Linked DNA regions of Zea mays: all the other regions are linked to region 1. Evidence: chromatin contacts called from public Hi-C data. All regions are on one chromosome and are shown on one strand. The core of a region is the stretch at or near the end of the contact, and the rest is flanking DNA. Distances in the headings are between cores, read along the strand shown.

Region 1 (3,792 bases), core at 545-3,044:
AAAAGGAAAAAGCTTATACTCGTAGCTCATCGACTCGCTCGGTCCGTGGTCTCCTCGGCTCAGCTCGGTTCGACTCGTTTGAATTTTTTCACGATGTGAACTGATATCGTAGCTCGGTTCATTAAACGAGGCAGCTCGTTCCAGCCCGTGAGCTAAACGAGTTACTTCATTTCAGCAAAACGAAACTATATGCATATCATTTACATAATAATTGATGAACATGTTATATGTATGTGTGATGTATATGGTCTATGAGTTAAAATAATGATTTATGAACTTTGTCTATTTGTTAAATTGATCTATGAGAATATAATCGTGGGTTAAACTGATGAACATGTGTGTGAACTATTAATTGATGAATGATGAGTTGTGTTAATTTGGTGTTACATTGATGTGGTCCCTGAAACTATGTATACAATTATTATTTTTATTGTTAAATTAATCTAAAATTAACTAGAAATTCATGTTATATACATTTTTTTCTGTTCTGACTCACAAGCTAAACGAGCCGAGCTGACTCTATGGCTCGTTAGTTTAACAAGTCGAGCCAGCTCGTTAGCTTAACGAGCCATCTCGAGCTCGGACGAGCTGAACCGAGCTAGTTCGATATTCAGTCCTAATGCTAATTAGAAGTATTAAATATAGTAAATAAAAACTAAACGACAAGATAAATCTATTAACCTGATTAGTACATGGTTCACACATGTGATGCTTAATCATGGATTAGTTAGGTTCAATAAATTTGTATTGCCGTTTATTAGTCTTCAGTTGTGTAAATAGTTTTATAACTAGATTATATCTAACTTGTAATAGGCATTTGGATATCCGATGTGACAACATGCTAAACTTTAGTCCCTTAAACTAAATGCTCTGGTTGTCGACAGGGAATGCGTGATGGCTCCATCCCTATCCAGAGGAGAAAAAGAATTATCCGTTCCTGTTCTCGTCCCATGAACAATTACGGAGGACCTATCTCTATCTCTGCCCCCACACGGGTAATTTTCTCTCCGTGGGAAATTTGTCACTGTTACAAAATGCAATATTTAAAGATAAGTATGCATCATTTATATGGAATTAATATAAATTGAACTGGCAAGTTTTAATGTAACAAGAGGTATCTAGTTTAGAATTTAGTATGCTAATTATACTAGGCTATGAGTTAAGTTTTTGATAGATTTTTAACATGCAAAGGAATTAATTTAGAGTAAGAGAAGTCAGTACGTGCTGAACGAGGATGTGAATGGCTCTCCATCCCCTTCTCCATAAACCTGGTGGAGACTAAGGATTTTGCATCAACAAACAACTCTTCTTACTTTCAAAAAGAGCTTCTCAGAGAGTATCTTATTTGGTTGGAAACGTAGCTCTTCCTATTTTTACGTGGAAGGGAAGGACGGGAGAGAGAGACTCCCGAAGAAGTCTCTGTTTTGGGCTCTCTGGTTCGCTCGATTTCTAGAGGCAATTCCTCACTATTTTTATGAAGAAGTAAGTCTAAATTTTCTAGAGCCGCTCGTTTAATAGATTTTTTTGACGGAGTTTTTAAAGGAGTCTTTGAAAGAGTGGCACCAAAAGAGTCTAAATTTTCTTCATTTTAATTTTAATAAAGATTAGAACCTATTTGTTTGGGATATAATAATTTGTCTGTACCTCTATCCCTTACTAGGGAATTATCTGTAAGGAACCACGGATCAGGCCCCGTTGCCATCTCCATTGGAGCTAGACTATAGAAGTAGATGTCTTGAAAAGGAGTCTCCGTCACGCACCAACTCCAACGCCTCCTCGCCTGTCCCCATTTGAGACAAATCCACGTCCGTCCATCTAGAGCGAGCGAGAGAGAGAGGAAGCTTCTCTGATTCCGCGGTTCGGCTCGCCCGGCCATGATAGAGATAAAGCAATGATTCGCTCCGGCTAGCATCGCATCTGATCGATCACTCTCAATCCCCTGCAGCTCCCGCCCACCCACCCACAGGCGTCGCTCTCGCCGGAGCTGCAGCGGCGACGCGGGCCTCGGCGCAGCGGGATCTCCCACCCTCCGCCCACCGTCGCCGCCTCGCCGGCCGACCCAGGCAGCGCAGCGCAACGATCGGTCACAAACAAGAACGACCAAGGCGCGCCCCTCAAGCGGCGTCGTCGTCCTCGTCCTCGTCCCCCCCGAGACCCCGAGCGCGGAGGAAAAAGTCAACCCGGATCCATCCACGAGAAGAGATGGGGTCGTTCAAGGGGCACGTGCTCCCGGGCACGCTGTTCCTGGCGGTGGGGCTGTGGCGGGTGTGGTCGTCGGCGGCGCGGCACGCCGCGGACCCGTCGTCGTTCCGGGTGCGCGCGTGGAGCCCCGCGCCGGCGCCCGGGCCGGCGCGGCTGCTGGAGCTCTACGTCGTGGCGGGCGGCGCGCTGGCGGACATGTGCGTGGAGGTGCTCTACTCCACGCACCTCCGGATATTCGCCGGCGGCGAGGTCAACCCGGCGCACCTCAACGACCTCGAGCACGGCGGCATGCTGCTCATGTTCTTCCTCTTCGGCGCGCTCGCTCTCGCGTCCCAGCTCTGGCCCAGGTCTGTCTGTCTGTCTGTCTGTTCTGTCTTCTGTGTGCACGCGCGCGCTCGTTGCCTAGCTCCTCTGACGGTCTCTGTCTGACCTAGCCCTCTCCGTCGATCCAGCCAAACCTTGGATCGTTCGTCGTTTCTCAAGCTTTTTACGCTAGGATTCGTTGCATGCGCGATGATCACGAAGAAGAGGAGCCGCCGCGTCGTAGTCGTCGGTTCTTTTTGGTTTCAAAGAAAAGAAAAGGAAAAAAAAAACAGAATCTTTAGGTTGGTTGGATTAGTTGGGTGGCGCCGTGGCGAGGCTGTACATGTTTGACTCGTCGCCATGATTGGCTGGCGCAGCCATGTGGTGGTCGATCCAGCTCACAACACAACACCATGTCCTCCAACTCGCCTACAAATCCATACACCAAGAACACTGCCTGTCTCGTGGTCGTAGTACCCGTAAGCAGCAGCACCAGCAGCGATGTTTTGGTGAAAGGGAAAAATTAAAAGGGATTTCGTGGCGGCGTGCCTTCCCTTTTCTGAATGCACGTGGAGTAGTAGCAAGTGCAGTCCGACTCTGTTTCGCATTGGAGTGCTGTTGGGGGGGCCCCAAGCTTGATCTCACCCCAACGACAACGAGTGCATGCAGTCCCCCCTCTCTTCTTTTCTGATCCACACCTGCGCAGCTTTTGTTGTTTCGTCTTGGAAAATCTTTGGCAAGCAATCATGCAGTCGTACAACGCCATTATTATATAAAGTACGCAGCAAAGCATGAGTAGTAAACAATGGGGTGTTGAACTGAACAACGAATACGAACGGTGCAGGCACTTCCCGCTGACGGACGGAGCGCTGTGCCTGGTGGCGGCGACGGCGTTCACGGCGGAGCTGGTGCTCTTCTACTTCCACTCCACGACGCACATGGGGCTGGAGGGCTACTACCACTACCTGCTGGTGCTGCTGGTGGGCCTGTGCGTGGCCGCCGCCGTCCTCGGCGCGCTCCTGCCGGACAGCTTCCCGGCCGACCTGGCCTCGGGCGTCCTCGTCGCGCTGCAGGGGCTCTGGTTCTACCAGACGGCGCTGGCGCTGTACGGGCCCATGCTGCCCGCGGGCTGCGCCCGCGACGCCGACGCCCACGTCGAGTGCCGCTCGCGCGCCGCGCAGGAGCGCGCCGAGCAGCTCGCCATCTCCCAGCTCTTCGCCCTCGTGCTCCTCGCCTTCCTCTACGCGCTCGGGTGCTACGCCGTCGCTGCCGCCAGGTACGGGCAAC
Region 2 (3,792 bases), core at 650-3,149, 170 kb after region 1:
TTATTCAAAAATGTAAAATTTTAAGTCACATTCAAATGACTTTTTGCCTCTCAACGGGCGGAGAATCCCCACCTGAATTTCATTGATTCTGGCATGACTAAGTCATGCCTCAACGACCTCGTTTTTAAGGGAAACGAGGCAAACCCTTACATAATGTTGTGACAGATCACAGATTACAGACAACTACAAGCACAAATGCACAATGCAGCAAGGACTTCAGCAATAGAGAGGAAACAAAGAGAGTAAATACAACAGGACACATGTTAAAGCGATCGAAACGGCGATTGTCGTACAACAACCAGCAACCTCCACTAAGAGCAACATGCTCGTCAGCACACCGAAGCCATTGCGCATCTAGACATCCCTCGTAGCTAAGCGCATCTCGCTGCCTTGTGGCCATCTGCCATGCAAACGCGGACGGGGACTAAAGGAGGCAGGAGGCACGCTGACCACAATATACTACAAATGACGACCTCCATTCGAGCAAACAGAATCACTCGACAGCGCATCCGGGCTCCGCTTGCCACCATCCAACGCCATGCGAGAGGGGAAATCCTCGTGGGGGAATGGCGGTAGATGCGGATATTCACTGACCCAGCATAAGATTTTCGTGTTCCAGTTAACAAGGAGAGCACTGACGGAGCAGAGGCGCCAAAGGGAGGCACCCGTTGCATCACGACAAGGGTGAAACACCAGTGCCAAGCACAAGGGCACAAGAAACCTGCAAGAACATGATGACGACCAAATCACCGTCGCAGCATGAGTCGTCCATGACGACACCTAGGGGTTGGAGGAAAGGTGAGGAGGCTCCCTGACGATGCCTCCAAGGAGGTCAACGGCGCCGAGGGCATCGACGTCGTTTGCATAGACTATACATTTTGCATGGCTTTCGCTTGGGATCTCAGTGTTGCCATGTGTTTGTGAATAGAGGTAGCATAAAAAATAGTTTGTTCTTGCTTTTGTACGACTCTTTTCCTTCCATGTGACCAAATATTGCAGGAATGTGCCACACCTTAGGATGGCATCGGATAAGATACCTAATTAGCACACAAGGCTATACACATATTCACCAAAAAAATACCTCATTCCCGTACCTATCATGGTACAAATTACCATATACTCATACCCACTAACATTTCAGTAGACATGATCATTTTAATTTCAAAAGTAAATATCAAATATAAAATATTAAAGTCCAACACCTCATCAGTAATGAAAGATACTAAAATATCATATTATCTTTGTGTTTTTATCGAACCGAGCATAATTTTATTACAAGTTCAATGTTTTATTTTATGTGGAACACATTTAATAATTCGGACACACATGATATAGGTTAACGAGTATAGTAAATGACCCAATAAAATATATATGTTAGCAGAAACAGCATAAAAAATGAAGTAGATTAACCAACAAAACACAGAGCACGACACACAGATTTACATGAAAAATCCTTCAATGTGAAGGGAAAAACCACGGACACCAGTCAGGTGAAACCTTCACTATATATTAAGTGTTTACAGAACACCGTTCACTATAGAATTTGAATCACAGACTCAACACTATGGACATCAAAATACCTCATATCATATCGAATGGGGTTTTGACCCATCGGACCTTGGATAGCCATTATTGCCATTTCTAGCCACACCTGCGCCTGCCGAGGCCCCGCCCGGCAATGGACACCTCATGCGCGCCCGCCCTTGCCGGCCCCGTGGTCGCTGGAGGGAAGAGAAAAGCACGAGTGGCATATATGGGGCCTAGCTAGATCTAGATGAAAGTGAGCTGTTGCAAACAGTTTGATAAATTCCAACTCCAATAATGAACCTTGATCGCGTTGAATCCAAGTGGATTCTGACAGCACTGTATATATATCTACACACAAGCAGGCTTTTAATTGCCCAACACCCCGCCAACTACCCCCAAGTTTGATCGAGCTCTCTCCACGCACCACCAGCATACTTGCAATGGCTTTCATCGTGCTCCTTGCTGCTGCAGCAGCGGCAATAGCCTTGGTTCTCCACCACCTCCTCAGTGCCCAAAAAAAGCGCAGCAGCAGGTCTGCAGGCTCGACGTCCTACAGCCTACCGCCCGGCGACCTCGGCGTCCCCGTCATCGGCCAGACCTTCTCCCTCCTCCACGCGCTGCGCAGCAACACGGACGACCAGTGGTTCAGGGCGCGGATCAAGAGGTACGGCCCGGTGTCCAAGATGTCGGTGCTGGGCTCGCCGACGGTGCTGCTGGCCGGGACGGAGGCCAACCACTTCATATTCACCAACCAGGGCCTCATCCTCACGCAGACGCGCGCGCTCCGCTCCCTCCTCCGCCGCTCCATCCTCACGCTCACCGGCGACGACCTGAAGCAGGTGCGCAGCGCGCTGCAGGGCTACTTGCGGCCTGAGATGGTCCGGGGGTACGTGGGGAAGATGGACGCCGAGGTCAGGAGGCAGCTCAAGCTCAACTGGGTTGGTCGCAGCACTGTCAACGTACGTACCTACCTGTGATTATCATAAACAGCTGTGTGTTTTAGTTTCGTTGTTCTATCTATATTGTCGTCTATCGTTGTGAGCTTTGACCAACAATTTACTAAAATTCTCCAGATAGATTAACAACGCAAATTAAGTTGATGTATATATTCATCATGCAAAGCAATTAGTTATCTCTATCAAGTTCTACATCTTCATAGACATTGTTAGTCAAATACTATAGCCTTGTAAAAATGTATTGGTATACCATATATAACCAACCGATCGACGACTTAATTGAAATTATAAACGTGTGTTCTTGCTGGCCATATATGTAGGTCCTGCCGATGGCGAGGAGCCTTACACTAGGGGTCATCTGCTCCGTCGTCTTCGGCGAGGAAGCAGCCGCCATAGTAGACGCCCTAGCTACCGACTTCCAGCAGCTAGGTGACGCGATCCTGTCGTTCCCAGTCAACATCCCCTTCACCAGGTTCGGCAAGGGCATGCGGTCGAGCGCCAAGATCAGGGAGGCCATCACGAAGTTCGCCAGGAAGAAGGAGGAGGAGTACTCCTTGCTGCTGTCGCAGGACGAAGGGTGCACCACCGCCACTGCTACTGCTACGACTTCAGCCGCCACCGACTTCGTCACCTACATGCTCCTCCTGCGCTCCAGGGGCGCGCACTCCCTCTCGCTGGCGGACATCGTCGACAACGTGATGGGCATCGTCATCGGCGCGCACGGCACCACCTCGACGCTCATCACCTTCATGGTGCGCCACCTCGCCAACGAGCCAGACGTCCTCGCCAAGATCACCCAAGGTACTGTGCGCGCGTCAGTGTGTGTGTGTCCACACTCCACAGTAGCTAGCGCCTAGCTACTACATACACTTTTGGTCTCCTTTTCTGTATATCGAAGTGAACATATATATACATAACATCATATACTGGCAGAACAAGATGAGATCGCTGGTAGAAACGGAAGAGACGGTGCTCTAACATGGGAAGACGTTTCGAGCATGAAGTACACATGGAGGGCGGCGCTGGAGACGCTGCGCACGGTGCCGCCGGTGTTCGGGAGCTTCAGGACTGCCACCAAGGACATCGAATACCAGGGCTACCTCATCCCCAAGGGCTGGAAAGTAGGCATCTTTTTCTTTCCTGCACATATATATATGTTTTCATCAGAACACAATTGATCAAGAAATTAAAGCTTTAATTTTGCTTCGCAACATGCAATTCGTGGCAGGTCTTCGCATCCCAAAGCATCACGCACATGGATCCCAGGTTCTTCGCCGAACCCACCAAGTTCGATCCGTCCCGCTTCGAG
Region 3 (3,792 bases), core at 947-3,446, 150 kb before region 1:
AGGCTTCACCACGAACATGGACTAAGGGATGACTCTGAACAAAAACCACACCCAAAGATAAGAAAAAGAGATGCAAGGCCAAGGCTCTTACAATAACCAAGACTTAGGTTGATTCGTTGAAGTGAAGATGAATGTCAACACAAGAGACAATACTACAAGCATTCATTCATCATCAAGCTCTTCTCCCAATGAAGCTCATAATGAGCGCAAAATTATTCCATGACAGTGTATCAAAAGAAAGACACGAGGCAACGCAGTCTTCACCATGATAGGTTGAGGAATGGCTCTGAATGAAAGCCTTCATTGAATCAAACCCTTGGTGAATGCCTAATCATGGGACCACACCCTAAGGCCTTCACCGATCTCGTTGAAGGCTTGCTCAGAGATGACAAATCCCACACCCTAAGGGCCTTTGCCAAAGGCTTGCTAGGAGATGACAAGACAGACATGTCGTGGGCCTTCACCGATCTCGTCGAAGGCTTGACGAAGATGATAAGATTGTCGCACTAAGGGCCTTTATCGATCTTGTCAGAGACCACCATGTTGAGGACATCCGGTAGAGACAATGAACATTCAGAAGAGCCATGTCTTATGAGACTAAATGAAGGCTTAATGGCCTTTCACCTTGGCTTAATAAAGGTCCACGATCAAAGGTGGTTGGCGTGTAAAAGGCCCTTGATATCCTTGAGATGCTAAATCTTGTAAACTTGGATATTAAAGAATATGTCCTGATAGGTAAGAGCAAAGAAAATATGCACAAAATTGTAATTGTGTTGTATAAAAAGAATGTTGATCAATAGTAAAGAACGATGATTCTAGCTCAAAACATTATACATTGTTGCCTTGATAATTATGCTCCTCTCTTCGCTCAGTTTGTACCCATTCACCAACAACAACATTAGGTTTTAGAGGCAGGGAAATATGATAAATGAAGGTCAATTAATCCATACAATCCAAAGAAAAAATGTTTAATTGAATGGGGATCCAAAGGCTTTGCCGACTCCAATTGAGCATGTGTCCATATTATGGCTTTGCTTTGGTGTGGAAGACATTTGAAATTCAAATCCTCATTCTAGATTAGCTCTTGCATACGGTCATGGATGCGTAAAATACACAACAAAAGCACTCTATTCACTAATCCAGTAGGTTGCACATGCATTTGCGCAAAAGCACGACCTCGCTCGAAGTCGTGCATATCCGTGGGTTCTCCCCTTTGAGCATCCTTTTGTTCATATAACCATCAAGTTCTCTTTCCTCTCTTCCCACATCACTGCTCCTCCTCTTTCGCTTCCTTCCCCCAGCTCACTGTGTCGCCTGCGATCTGGAGGGCCATTTCGCTTCGCCTAGAAGCCACTGCTATCTCTCTACAGGATTGCTTCCTCCTTGAAGTCGCGGATCGGCCATCCTCGCACCACCTCTCCCTCCTCGTCACTGCTTGCTCCTACACGTTGTCGCTCCCTCGCTCGAGTACCGCTTCCCTTCCACGGCACTGCTTCCTCCTCAAGTGCTAGGTCCCTCCTCGCCGACACCCCTTTGTCCTCCACTGCATTCCCTCCGCACTCCACTTGTCGCTCCCTCGTCCAACCAACTGCTCCCCTCTCCATACTGCTTGCCCCTTCGAGCCAACGTTATCGTATGCATCACCACTCCCAACTTCTCGACGAAGATCCCTTGTCACACCGCTTTCCTTATTACCTCCACACCGAAATGGAATCCGCGGTAACCAAACGGGGCCTTAAAATACACAGTAGATCCAGAGTGAAGTTTAAAATATAGGATGAGGTAGAGAATACGATAAGAGATCTCTGCTGAGATGAACTACTCTATCTTCCGGTCACGAATTTGCTGGCGGAGACGTTCCTCTATTGATCACTCGCGTCACCTCGTGCACCCAACGACCGGGGTAACGTCAGGTCAGACCAGTGACTCACTCGTCAGTGGGGGCCACCCAAACACCCCTCCATCATTCTCCCAATCAGCCATGGCGACGCGCCGCCAACCGCATCTGTAATTTTGGAACCGCCGCCTGCGCGGGCCCCACCAACCCCGCACCGACGCCGACGCGGGTCCTCGCCGTCCGATCCGCGAGCGCCCCGAGACCGACGGCCGCGATGCGGGTGCGCCCGCCCCGGTGGTCGCGCGGCGTGCCGCTATTAATAGCGACGCCTGCCTCCGGCGACCCAAGGTGGCACTGCAAGCGCAAAGCAGCTTCCTTTCGCCTGCTGGACTAGTCGAGCGGCGAGCGAGGAGGCGGAGGATGGGCCGCGGCCGGGGCGTGAGCTACGGGGGCGGGCAGAGCTCGCTGAGCTACCTCTTCGGCGGCGGCGGCGGCGACGAGGCCGCCGCGGCGCCCGCCAAGCCGGCTGCGGCGGCGCCTGCGCCTGCGCCGGTGCCGGCGGCAGCAGACGGCGAGAAGCTCAAGGGGATCCCGGCCGGCGTCCGCGGCAACCAGAGCCAGACCAACAACTACTTCCGGGCGCAGGGGCAGAACTGCGGCAACTTCCTCACGGTAAGCCAGCCAGACAGCCAGTCGCCGGCCACCTATTCTTCCTCTTCCCCTTTTGTCTCTGCGCTCCTGACATCGTTGCCTTCCTCTGCCACGGCGTGGCCCACAGGACCGCCCGTCGACCAAGGTGCACGCCGCGCCGGGCGGCGGCTCGTCGCTCGGCTACCTCTTCGGCGGCGGACCTCCCGGGAGCAAGTGATGTGATGGGCACCTTCTCCGCCCAGACTTTTCGGAGCACCGCCTGCTTGGGAAGCTTGATTTTTACTAAGTCCATCGTGACCTGCTGGATGTGAAGTTAATTTCCATGAAGAAATGTATGTTCATGTGTACCTCTGTAATCTAGAAATGTTTATGTGTATCTCTGCAATTTCGTTGGGGTCGGTCGTCTCATCAGTGCCTGTATGTGTGTGTGTCATCAACTGACTTTGTCCTGCATGTTGTTCATCAGAAGTTGAGAACATGTGTTAAGTTGTTCACATGCTAATAATGGTCCAGATTCTGTTTACGCTTGAAATTCAGCACGTGTGTCCACTACAAATTCAGGTTTACGCTTGAATACTAGGTGCAGAACATCTCATTTGACCATCTCAGGTTCCAAAATTTCTCATATCCTGCGCCTACTCTCTTGTGAAATAAGATGCCACACCACCTCTGTAAGCAGAATTCTGTGGCCTAAACCACCTCACTACTGCAGAGTCCAAGTTTAGCACAACTTGACCTCGAGATTTAGGGCCTGTTTGACATGATTCTAGAGCAAAACTTCAAGAAGAAGCTGGTCAGGGCATATCAAACACTCTAACTCTAGAGTTGTAAACTCTATGGAGTCTCTTTTACTGCTCCGAAAACTCCAAAAGAACCTAGTCATGGAGTTTTGAGTTATTTACCCGTGACTGCCACCGATTATGAGATACAGTCTAAGTTCTAGAACAGAGCTACTCCACCCAGAGTTTTAGAGTAGAGCTGCTCTGAGGTGGAGCATAGCAATGCCAAACACGCCCTTAATTTTGCTTGATAAAAACACTTCATGCCGGGATCAAAACGATCTTTTTGGTTCAGAGAAGTATGGAGTAACTGGACTGAATTTGCTTACAAGTCTTCAACACCACATGGATAGGATAGGAGGAACCGTGGAAGCAGCCAAAAAAATGAGTCCCCTGAACCTCAAAAAATGGGGTCCCCTGAGTCTCAAGAGTGGCATTAAGTGTAATAAATAACTCTTCATATGTGTCCATGAGTCACAATTAGCGACACCACAGAAGCAAATGTTGGCATGATAAACACCACTA

What was found. Hi-C and Micro-C count contacts between places; a contact is called where the count stands out from the background.
Region 2: a Hi-C map of leaf shows a contact between it and region 1, with 4 times the contacts expected there. The contact joins the promoter of LOC100281925 here to the promoter of LOC100285697 in region 1. A contact is called at or near these places in 1 of 25 Hi-C or Micro-C datasets (leaf) and 2 of 3 datasets of contacts at active chromatin or transcription factors (leaf and seedling).
Region 3: a contact with region 1 is called in a Hi-C map of leaf, with 4 times the contacts expected there. The contact joins the promoter of LOC100281623 here to the promoter of LOC100285697 in region 1. A contact is called at or near these places in 2 of 25 Hi-C or Micro-C datasets (both in leaf).

What each region holds. Positions count from the first base shown.
Region 1 is chr4:6,039,344-6,043,135 of Zm-B73-REFERENCE-NAM-5.0, forward strand. It overlaps LOC100285697, which reads left to right and starts at 1,795. Exons shown (of 2, transcript NM_001366734.1): 1 at 1,795-2,549; 2 at 3,350-3,792. The coding sequence starts at 2,203.
Region 2 is chr4:6,212,221-6,216,012 of Zm-B73-REFERENCE-NAM-5.0, forward strand. LOC100281925 (taxane 10-beta-hydroxylase) reads left to right here and starts at 1,900. Exons shown (of 4, transcript NM_001397556.1): 1 at 1,900-2,486; 2 at 2,804-3,284; 3 at 3,417-3,604; 4 at 3,712-3,792. The coding sequence starts at 1,968.
Region 3 is chr4:5,892,552-5,896,343 of Zm-B73-REFERENCE-NAM-5.0, forward strand. It overlaps LOC100281623, which reads left to right and starts at 2,197. Exons shown (of 2, transcript NM_001154542.2): 1 at 2,197-2,509; 2 at 2,616-2,956. The coding sequence starts at 2,258. The coding sequence ends at 2,705.